2 separate regions of the Bicyclus anynana genome follow, and region 1 is linked to region 2. Evidence: chromatin contacts called from public Hi-C data. All regions are on one chromosome and are shown on one strand. The core of a region is the stretch at or near the end of the contact, and the rest is flanking DNA. Distances in the headings are between cores, read along the strand shown. Region 1 overlaps LOC112055051 (myosin heavy chain 95F). Region 2 holds the start of LOC112055052 (myophilin-like).

Region 1 (5,266 bases), core at 448-2,947, 33 kb after region 2:
ATTACAAAAAGAAAAAAGACTGCTTAACAATTTAAAGTTGTAGAATGAAAAATAAAAATAAACCAACCATATTCAATCAGTTTTAACTTATCAAGGAAATGTTTCATTTTTTCAGCGAATCCAATCCTAGAGGCGTTCGGCAACGCAAAAACAACCCGCAACAATAACAGTTCACGATTTGGCAAATTTATGGAAGTTCACTTCTCTAACAAATATCAGGTCGTCGGAGGGCATATATCGCACTACCTGCTAGAAAAGTCCAGAATTTGCACGCAGAGTGCTGAAGAGAGGAACTATCATGTCTTCTATCTGCTATGCGCAGGAGCCCCACAGGAACTTCGTTCGGCATTGAAGATAACCAAGCCTGATGATTATTTGGTAAGCTATCAAGGTCTTCATTGTTTAGTCTAGTATAGTAATTTTTGTATAACACGAATACAAGTGGACCTAATGTCCTTCCCTGCACAATTTTTAATACTATGTTTTAAGCATTAGGCAGGGAAAAAAAATAGAAATTAAAAACATTTTTAAAAATAAACCTTTAGCTCAGATCAAATCTTGAAAATATCAAATGTACTTTTTAAACCTACAATTTTAGGTAACAACAAAATTGTGAAAAAAAAAAAAAAAAGAAAAGACTCACCTGAAATTGACACACATTAATAAAATACATAATACAAAATATAAATTCATAATCAATATTTATGTTATTTATCTAACCGTTTTGTTAAATTGTTACAGTATCTCAAAAACGGTTGCACACAATATTTCACATCGGCACAATCAGAGAAGAAAATAAATGCCAATCAAAAAGGCAAGCAGCAACAGGCCAAAGGAGGTTTGAGAGACCCCATACTGGACGACGTTGAGGACTTCCAGAGGTTGCATCAGGTATGTTTATACTAGCTTCATTTCATGAACATTTTGAGCCAAATTTGTAGTCCTTACTATTAGTATCTAATGGATTTAAACATATAATTAAAATGAAACATTCTATCCAGACAAAGAATAGAATTAACTATATTAACAACAGACTACTTTATTACAGAAATACAGAATGAATAATAATAATAATAATAAAAATTAAAAAAGGATAAATAAATAAATGAAAGAAAATAGTAATACTAGCTGACTGGATGATCTTTGTATCATCAGATGTTCCTTTAGTTACTAAACCACCCCTGTATTAGATCAAAATAAACTTAACGAATATTAAAATAGCTCAAGCTGTTTCCGTATTTCAGCAAAGAATATAGACAAACAGTACATACATATATCGAGAGAAGTGAAGAAAATAATAATTGATTTCTTCTTATTAAAATTCAAAATTTAGAATTACGAGCAATTTATTTCAATTAGACTTATTTTACAAGCACCTATGAAACATCAAGTTATGTCTTCATTTTATGGTGGTAATTAAAGTCGATAACTTAAAATTAAAGTTACGAGGGTAACAAAGCGCCTTGGTCCGAGAAGAGCCCACAACAAACTCAACCAACTCAACTCATCTCTTCCAGGCATTATCTCGTGTCGGTCTGTCAGAAGCGGAGAAGAAGTCTGTCTATTCAGTAGTTGCGGCAGTCCTCCATTTGGGCAACGTGGAGTTTGAAGAGGAGGGCGGGGCTCGAGGAGGGTGCCGAGTGAGTCCCGACTCGGAGGCCTCGCTGGCGACCGCGGCCTCATTGCTGGGCGTCGACCCCGGGGAGCTGCGGATGGCGCTGGTGTCCAGGCTCATGCAGAGCTCCCGCGGCGGCATGAAGGGGACCGCCATCATGTGAGTTGCTATTGAGTCCCGACTCTGGAGTTTAGAGCCAAAAAACTCAGACCAATTATTGTATAGGACCTGCCTCGTTACTAGAGTTTTTAGACATTAATTTTCTGACAAAGTTTATGATCAACGATCTAATGCGATTACGAGTATAAAAACTGTCTTTATAGTAACAATGTGTCATAGTTGTAATCGTGTTTGTCGGTTAAAGAGCTCCGTTAAAATACCTTTTTGTGTAGTGAAGAATAGCGTAAAAATGGGTAGAAACTTCAAGTCTACTAAATCTAAGTTCATTTTCCTCAGACAATGACAGAAAATTTTGCTCGTGAATTTTGGGTGCGATACTGGTCCTTCTATATAATTATATATAATTGGTCGGAGGCTTTACCAGGCTCAGATTCAGCATATTAATGAGTAATGCAGACCTTTGGGACTTATAAATATATTGTTTCTGGACAGCCTATCCAGCCAGACCAGCGGGTCCTTACGACACGTTTAATGTTGTAAGTGAAGAGTCGACCAACATTAATTAACAATCAAAACATTTGTATGAATGAATAAACTCTGCGTTTCCCGATGCGCGGTCGTCATTACAGCACCTTGAGACCCCACATCCATCTGTTCTTCGATCCACGTATCCTGCCCATAATATTAGTAAGGATTGTTTTGTTATGTTCAGGGTACCACTGAAGACGTACGAGGCTTCTAGCGCGCGCGATGCGTTGGCCAAGGCGGTGTACAGCCGGCTCTTCGACTACATCGTGCGGCGCATCAACGACAGCATCCCCTCCAGCGCCTCCGCCTACTACATCGGCGTGCTCGACATCGCCGGCTTCGGTAAACAAACATTGCATATAGGCGTCACTTGAGTCAACTCACCCGCGCCGTATATGCGGGATATAACGTCAAAGGGAACTCGTCGAGCGTGCGCGAAGCTCTGGCCAAGGGAAAACATTTACTTCATTAGTCACATTGTCACAAAAGAAAACCATAAATCATTAAAAATTCTCAACCCGTAAATCGGGCAGTTCCGGCCATTATCTAATAATAGACAAACGGAATTGGCATTAGAGTAGCAGGATAGGTCTAACATACATAAACCTCTCTCATGGACTTCTAAACAAAACTGTGTGGTTCCCTGCAACCCGCTTGATGTTCTCTATCCAACTAGGGGGGGCTCGACCAACACTGCACTTTCTGGTGCGGGGTCGCCACTCCAGCACCTTGGGACCCCAACATTCATCAGCTCTTCGAACTATGATTAGAACATGATGTGTAATTGCAGAGTACTTCCAAATGAACAGCTTCGAGCAGTTCTGCATCAACTACTGCAACGAGAAGCTGCAGCAGTTCTTCAACGAGCGCATCCTCAAGAACGAGCAGGAGCTGTACCGCCGGGAAGGGCTCAACGTGCCCGAGATCAGATTCGTCGACAACCAGGATTGTATCGGTGAGTACAACACCATCACATTGACCTCCTTTTCACCTGATGGTAGACCTGGTGGTCTCACATCTCACGTTCTTGCCTAGAAGATGCCTATTCACTTTCTTCTTAAACATGGCCAAGTTGTAAGAATTATGAAACACTGACTTTAGAAGAGAGTTCCATACCCTATTCATGCGTACAAGAAGCAAATCGCTTCGTACGAATTCTAGGGATGTCAATGACATAGGGATGGAAACCTACCTAGTGTCTTTCGGTACGGTGGTAAAATGGTGACGGTGGTATGAGCTCAAATAGCCAGATTAAATAGAAATCCAAATTGGTTAAAGGTCTTCTCTGCTCAGAGAGATAACCATTTGTCCCTTACTTACATCCCAATGTAAGAATCGCAAAAAATAATGCAATTTTATTGATTATAAAAATATAACAGCTATGTTTAAATCTTGTTGTTGCTATAACTACATGATGTGGTTATTCTAATTATGTTATTTAAATTACAGATTTAATAGAAAGTAAGAACCATGGTATATTCCACATCCTGGACGAAGAGTCGAAGCTGCCTAAGCCAGACTATGGCCACTTCACTAACGCTGTTCACAAGGAACTCAGCGGAAATGCCAGGTACGTCATATCAAACGTATTTGTGAGAATATTTAATGTAGCACCTAGTTGTCTGATGATGGAAACGGAAGGTGGCCATGGGAACTCTTCAAGTACATATAATATACCCATTGTATTTTCTTTACAAGTGTTACGCTTTTAGGTATGTAATGTTAATTAAGTTGTGTAAAAAACTTTGAAAATCCTTCAGTAAATGTTGAAAGAAAACTTATAGACAATTCACAAAACTGGGTGCGAGGTTTGGTGACAGGTGGAAGCTAGCAGACTGCAGTCGCATTCTGCATTAGACAATATAGACAAGTTTCATCAGTTCCCAGAAATCTAAAAATGTTAGGGATACCACAAGGAAAAGACTCTATCGATCTACAATTTATTAACTGATAGTTATTTTTATCATACAACTAACTCACATGAAACTTTTGACACTTGTGAGATTGAGGTCGACTTTCCACCATGTCTTTGGGCATTTATTTCGGGCTAACTTGGCGGGACTATAAACGGGACCAAAATCAAAAGTCAAGCGTGCATAAAGTAGCTTCTGAAAGCTTATGTCACAGATAGACGCTTTTGTTATTTTTGAAATCTGTTATTTAATTTCTCAGTACCCGCCTGCAAGTACCGCGGGCATCTCGCCTGAAGGCGCACCGCACGCTGCGCGATCACGAGGGATTCTTGTTGCGCCATTTCGCTGGTGCGGTGTGCTATAACACTGTAAGTACTACAATATAACCTTTTAGGACCGATTACACTGCCTTCTGTGGCTTTTTAGTTGTAAGGTATTTTCGAAATTGATTTATTAGATAAAGAAATTACCCCCTACAACACCACACTATACCTCTTTATAATATTCACAATATTTCATGTTCCACCCAGAACCAGTTCATCGAGAAGAATAATGACGCACTGCACGCTTCGCTGGAGTTCCTGGTGCAGGAGTCGGGCAGCGCGCTGGTGCAGCAGCTGTTCGAGACGGTGGACAACAACAACGCGAAGGGCAAGCTCAACTTCATCTCCGTCGGCGCCAAGTTCCAGACGCAGCTGGCTCAACTCATGGACAAGCTCAAGGAGAATGTAAGCTGGTTGCTATAAGCTGTTAGCGCGGAGCTCCTGGTGCAGGAGTCGGGCAGCGCGCTGGTGCAGCAGCTGTTCGAGACGGTGGACAACAACAACGCGAAGGGCAAGCTCAACTTCATCTCCGTCGGCGCCAAGTTCCAGACGCAGCTGGCTCAACTCATGGACAAGCTCAAGGAGAATGTAAGCTGGTTGCTATAAGCTGTTACGTTAGCATGAAGCTCCTGGTGCAGAAACCTGGCAGCTCAACTCAACTTTGTCGCATTATTTGATTTTTCATTGGCTGTAATAACTTTGACGTTTGGACTCTTCTAATAACTTTGACGCTCTGAAGCTCGCTCTGTCCATCCTCCTCCACACAA
Region 2 (4,945 bases), core at 1,543-4,042:
AATTTTACTGTGCTTCTGTCCATGTTATCGTAATTTCTAAATAAATCGACAGAATGGATACTTTTTTTTTTGTAGAAAACTGGTTTAATGGTTTCTCCAACTCCAAAATTTAATTAAATTATCTTAATATAAAAATAAAGTAATTATTGGGAGGTATGAGAAAGTAGTTGTTGTTCTGTCAATAGTGATGGCTGAAAAACATATTTAATAAAAAAAATAAGTATGCTTAAACATTTTCACATACAGTTTTTTAATTTTAAAAAGTCTAAATCACGGTAAATCATTTATCAAATTTTGTAGTTTATTGATTGACTAATATCGATAAAAAGATTAATATTTTGACTGGTAATCACTAGCATTATTAATAGCCAATCAGAGAGCGGTTGGAAATGTCACATGGTGTACACGGAGGGGAAGAGGAAGGTCCGGCATTATGAATGTGAGTGGCGCGTGGGAGGTTTCTGAACGTTTGATGGAACAACTGCAATTCGTAATTCGATTGTCTGTCAACATTTTGCCGTTCGGTGTTGAATTGAATTTACACTACGTCGGCAACGTAGGTAAACTTTAAACTCGTGAAAGTGAGGTGTTGTGAAATAATAAAATGGATATTTATTATTAGTGCGCCTTTGTTTGTATAAAGTGATTATATCTCGCAGAAATAGTTCGAGGTGAGTTCAATTTGCTACAAGTTTTAAAAACTTTACCACTGGTTTGGTAACTAAATAGTTATTACTTCGATACTATATCATTGCTTATCATTTTATCTATTGTCTGCCGAAATCTAATTAGCCTTTTATGGAAAGACATTAATTAGCTTATTTTCTGTGAAATATCCGAATAATGTGTGTTGAAATGAGTTCTATAAACGTAACAAATGACGGGAAGGAAAAGGTTTTGTGATGTTAGAAGTTTTTGTAACATTATCATTTCGTCATATACGAACAGAAGTTAGCATTGTGTAAGTGGAGAAAGAAGGTTATTTTTTTTATTAGGACTTCTCATTGGTTAGGCTTCACCCGACTTTACTAAAACAAGTAAAAACTTTATGAAACTACGTTCATGGTTTCGCGAATATATGGGATGTTATAATATTTATTGAAATAATATACTGCCTTGGCTCTGGTATTGTTGGTTTAGGCAGCACCTCTTTGTGTTATTTCTACTCTTTTTTAAAACATTATAGCACAAGCTAATCATCTGTTGATAAAACAATTTAGGTGCTGAAGATTGACTCCCATACTCAGGGGTTATACTGATTTGAAAGCTGTCATCAGGTTAAATTACTGTTTTAAAACACTTATTTGATGTTAATACATGTGCCACTATTAATAACATAAAACCCAAAACCTATAACTAATAGTATATATATTTTTCAACATAATGAACAGTTTTCCCCTCACTGCAACTAAGTGAAAAGCTTATTGTATAGGAGTCCACAGGTAGGGATTGAACCTTAAACCTTTTAGATTAGTATTTGGCCTTGAGCTATTAGCCTCAATTTAAAGAATTTAGTTTCAAAAGTCTTTTTGAAATACAAAATTTACAAAGAAATCAGCCATGGATACCAAAGATAATATTTTAAATAAAAAAAAATATTTGCAAGAATGGAACCCAAGATTTGTCCATTGAATACTACTGCATCTGATAAGTCATTTGGAACGGCAGGCTATTCTGTAACAACTTTTTGTATAACCAGCAAGTGCAAATTTCAAATTTCTCCATCTTTCTCATTCTATAGTATTGTATTAGACAGAAATATATAGAGGTGAAATCAAAACTCACCCTTGCGAGTTGTACAAAACATTATTACAGAATAACCCTCCAGTACACTAATAATAATAATAATAATAGCCTTTATTAAACAATCACAAATATCTTAAAATTATTTACAAATTTATTTGATTGACACCGGCGTGTTGAGATTGTCGTGCTTTACAGCATAGGCCTCCCCTACACTAAGGACCTCCAGTACACTAAGGACCTTATTAATAAATGTTCCTTAATATCAAACTTGAAGTTCAATCAATTATTAATTTGTGATGTTTAATTATATGGTGTGTAACTCATAAATGGATTGGTGTATATGCTCTTGAGTTGCCAGTATCTAGCAACTCCCTGCAAAACTGCTTGATGTCTTCGGTCCACCTATTGGGTGGTCTGCCAACTAAACTTTCTGGTGCAGGGTTCCAGCACCTAGGGACCCCAATGTCCCCAATGTTAGGTCATCATCAGCATTGGCATGAAACTATACATTCAAAAGTAAAAAATACTTGTTTTATAGTCAAGATTGTATCTGTGCCAATTTTATCAGTTAGGGTTAATAGCAATGCTTTGTTTAAAACAATCCTTCACTCTTCCATTGTTTCGTTTGGTGATAAAACACAATAAAATATCGCAACACTGCCACTTGGCAAGGTTAAATTAGGCAATCTCAGTTGTTTCACAGAATTAACCTATTTTTCATAAAATTATTCATCTTCAAATATTAAGCCTTATTTTCTTCTTTATTTGACTTTTAACATGAAACATTATTTTCATGTTAAAAGAAAATAACATTAATTAAAAAGTAAACAAATTTTTAGCAGCTAGTGTTTTAAAACTTTAAATTTCATCTTGACTTTTTAATATGAAATGAGCTTCTGCTTGGTCCTCTCACCTAATGGTAAGTGTAGATGTGGCCCAAGATGGAAAGTGTTTTCCTAGAAGATTGCCAATTCTCTTGTCTTGTCTTGAGCTCCTCTCAAGACAAGACAAGAGACAAATGATGAAAGACAAATGATGTTTAATTTACTAAAATGCACATAACTGAAAATTTTGGAGGTGCATGCCCTGGACTAGATTCGTACCTACACCCTATGGAATCAGAGGCAGATGTCATATCCACTGGGCTATCACGGCTCTCAATAATTGCTATTACGGAGTTAATCTAATAAGACTTTATGATAAGATTGGCCAGCCATAAGTGTTCTAGAACATTCTATGTTGCTATTGATGGGAGCACTTGAAACAATATAATCTCCACTAGTAATAAATTATAATTGCTCCTTATTATTGTAATTGATTGCAAGATTCGATTATCTTTTAGTGATATCTCTTTATTTATTTATACCACTTTGTTACATTTTTGTAACTTGACTGCATTTTACTTGATAACATTGTATTAGTTACTTTGCGATATTATCAGTTCAATATAATTAAATCTCTATAACTTACTTATAGACCTTGGCCTCACTGAACTGTAGTAAGTTCTATATTAGAACGGGTCTCCAAAGCTGCTCTAATAGTATCTTACCAGATTTGGCTAGGGAGAACAACACGAGTGGAGGAGAGCAGTGTTTATTGATTGTCAAGGAATTCCTTAACCCTATAAAGTCCAGGACTCTGCTTGGAGATTTTCTCTCTGCCACGCGATGGACCCCACACCGGCAGAGTGAATCCATGGAATGCTAAGATATTTGTCTCTTTTGTAACCTTAAGAATCTTGATTAATTTACTTAATCGGGTGCAAGAACTAGGCTGATGCGTGTTTTTCAAGATGCCAATTCACTGATAAAGGTACTCAAGGTGCAAATTTAATGTGTATTTGGTGTGTTAAACTAAATATTCACTGCCTGATGTCTTATTGAAATTCCCAATCACAATATGCTGCTTATGACAATTATGGATTTCTTGCGACTGAATGAGGAATGCTTTTCGTTTCTCATATTTTTACAGCATCCCAGGTAGCTTTAAATGCTCTCGAGAGTTTTGCATCAAAATGAAGGTAAAAAAATATCACCAAATTTTCGCTTCCTCATCGAATTCCTTTGTAACCTGTCGCATAACAATCAATATAATAAAAAAAATAATCAATTTTTCGATAATGAACGCGATAAACGTTTAAGCGGTCACATTCATGTTGATAGTAGCTATCAATCGCATCGATGTGTCATGTACTGATATTGAGAGGCTCGTTATCGGAAGGCGCTCAGTGACTACGTGTCTGCAACACTGTTAACACTGTCGAAACATGGCTGAATATCGCGCAGGTAAAGCCGGCATCAACGCCGAGGCTCAAGCGAGGATCAACAGCAAATACAACAACGACATCGCCCAAGAAACTCTAGAATGGATACAGAAGATCACCGGCTCACCGGAAAACACGTCCGGTGACGTCGACAACCTCTACGAAGTCCTCAAGGACGGCACACTCCTCTGCAACTTGGTCAACAAGTTTCAAGAGGGCTCAGTGAAGAAGATCAACCAATCGACGATGGCATTCAAATGCATGGAGAATATAAACGCGTTTCTAGAAGCAGTGAAGAAGCTGGGTGTACCACCGCAGGAGACGTTCCAAACTATCGATCTTTGGGAGAAACAAAACCTTTATTCTGTCGTTGTATGTCTTCAGTCGTTAGGCAGGAAAGCCGGAAACTTCGGCCTTCCGTCTATAGGGCCTAAGGAATCTGACAAGAACGTCAGAGAGTTCTCCGAGGAGCAACTGAAGGCCGGCCAGAACGTGATATCCCTGCAATACGGATCAAACAAGGGCCAACAGACTGGCATATCCTTCGGCAACAGACGCCAAATGTGAACCCTGTACAGTATTATAATATGTAATTTATTCTTTTTGTATTAAAAATAATAAATGTTTTTTGTAATTTGGTAAATGTTAGTTTTTTTCATTCAAAACTTATCTTTTAAATACGAGTATATATAGTGGTTTCCCACGACTTTGTACGCGTTTACTTACTATATTCCCATTACTTACTTACTTACTTCCTTTGTTATCTATAACTATCACTTTCCTACCCACTTCTCGTTTGTTGTAGATCGTCTCCATCTTCCTATCTACTATACCTACAACATCTACTATACCTATAAATAGAGGAAACCTATCTTTCAATTTCGTAGTTTATGATATTAGTGATTGATGGTTCTGACAGTTATTCAGTGATATTTC

The links. A called contact is a pair of places that touch in the nucleus more often than the background predicts.
Region 1: a Hi-C map of whole body shows a contact between it and region 2, with 2.1 times the contacts expected there. The contact joins the enhancer-like site here to the promoter of LOC112055052 in region 2. A contact is called at or near these places in 2 of 2 Hi-C or Micro-C datasets (whole body and whole larva).

What each region holds. Positions count from the first base shown.
Region 1 is chr12:14,783,559-14,788,824 of ilBicAnyn1.1, forward strand. It overlaps LOC112055051 (myosin heavy chain 95F), which reads left to right. Exons shown (of 26, transcript XM_052884777.1): 6 at 116-378; 7 at 742-891; 8 at 1,518-1,774; 9 at 2,448-2,605; 10 at 3,054-3,218; 11 at 3,713-3,833; 12 at 4,436-4,544; 13 at 4,707-4,904. Among protein-coding and RNA genes, the nearest start is that of LOC112055045, 23 kb to the right of the region's middle. Within about 2 kb of position 1,698, at least 4 of the 8 cell types and tissues checked have open chromatin away from gene starts, as enhancers often do.
Region 2 is chr12:14,749,122-14,754,066 of ilBicAnyn1.1, forward strand. It overlaps LOC112055052 (myophilin-like), which reads left to right and starts at 2,793. Exons shown (of 1, transcript XM_024095039.2): 1 at 2,793-4,649. The coding sequence starts at 4,013. The coding sequence ends at 4,576. It overlaps LOC112055051 (myosin heavy chain 95F), which reads left to right and starts at 426. Exons shown (of 26, transcript XM_052884777.1): 1 at 426-671.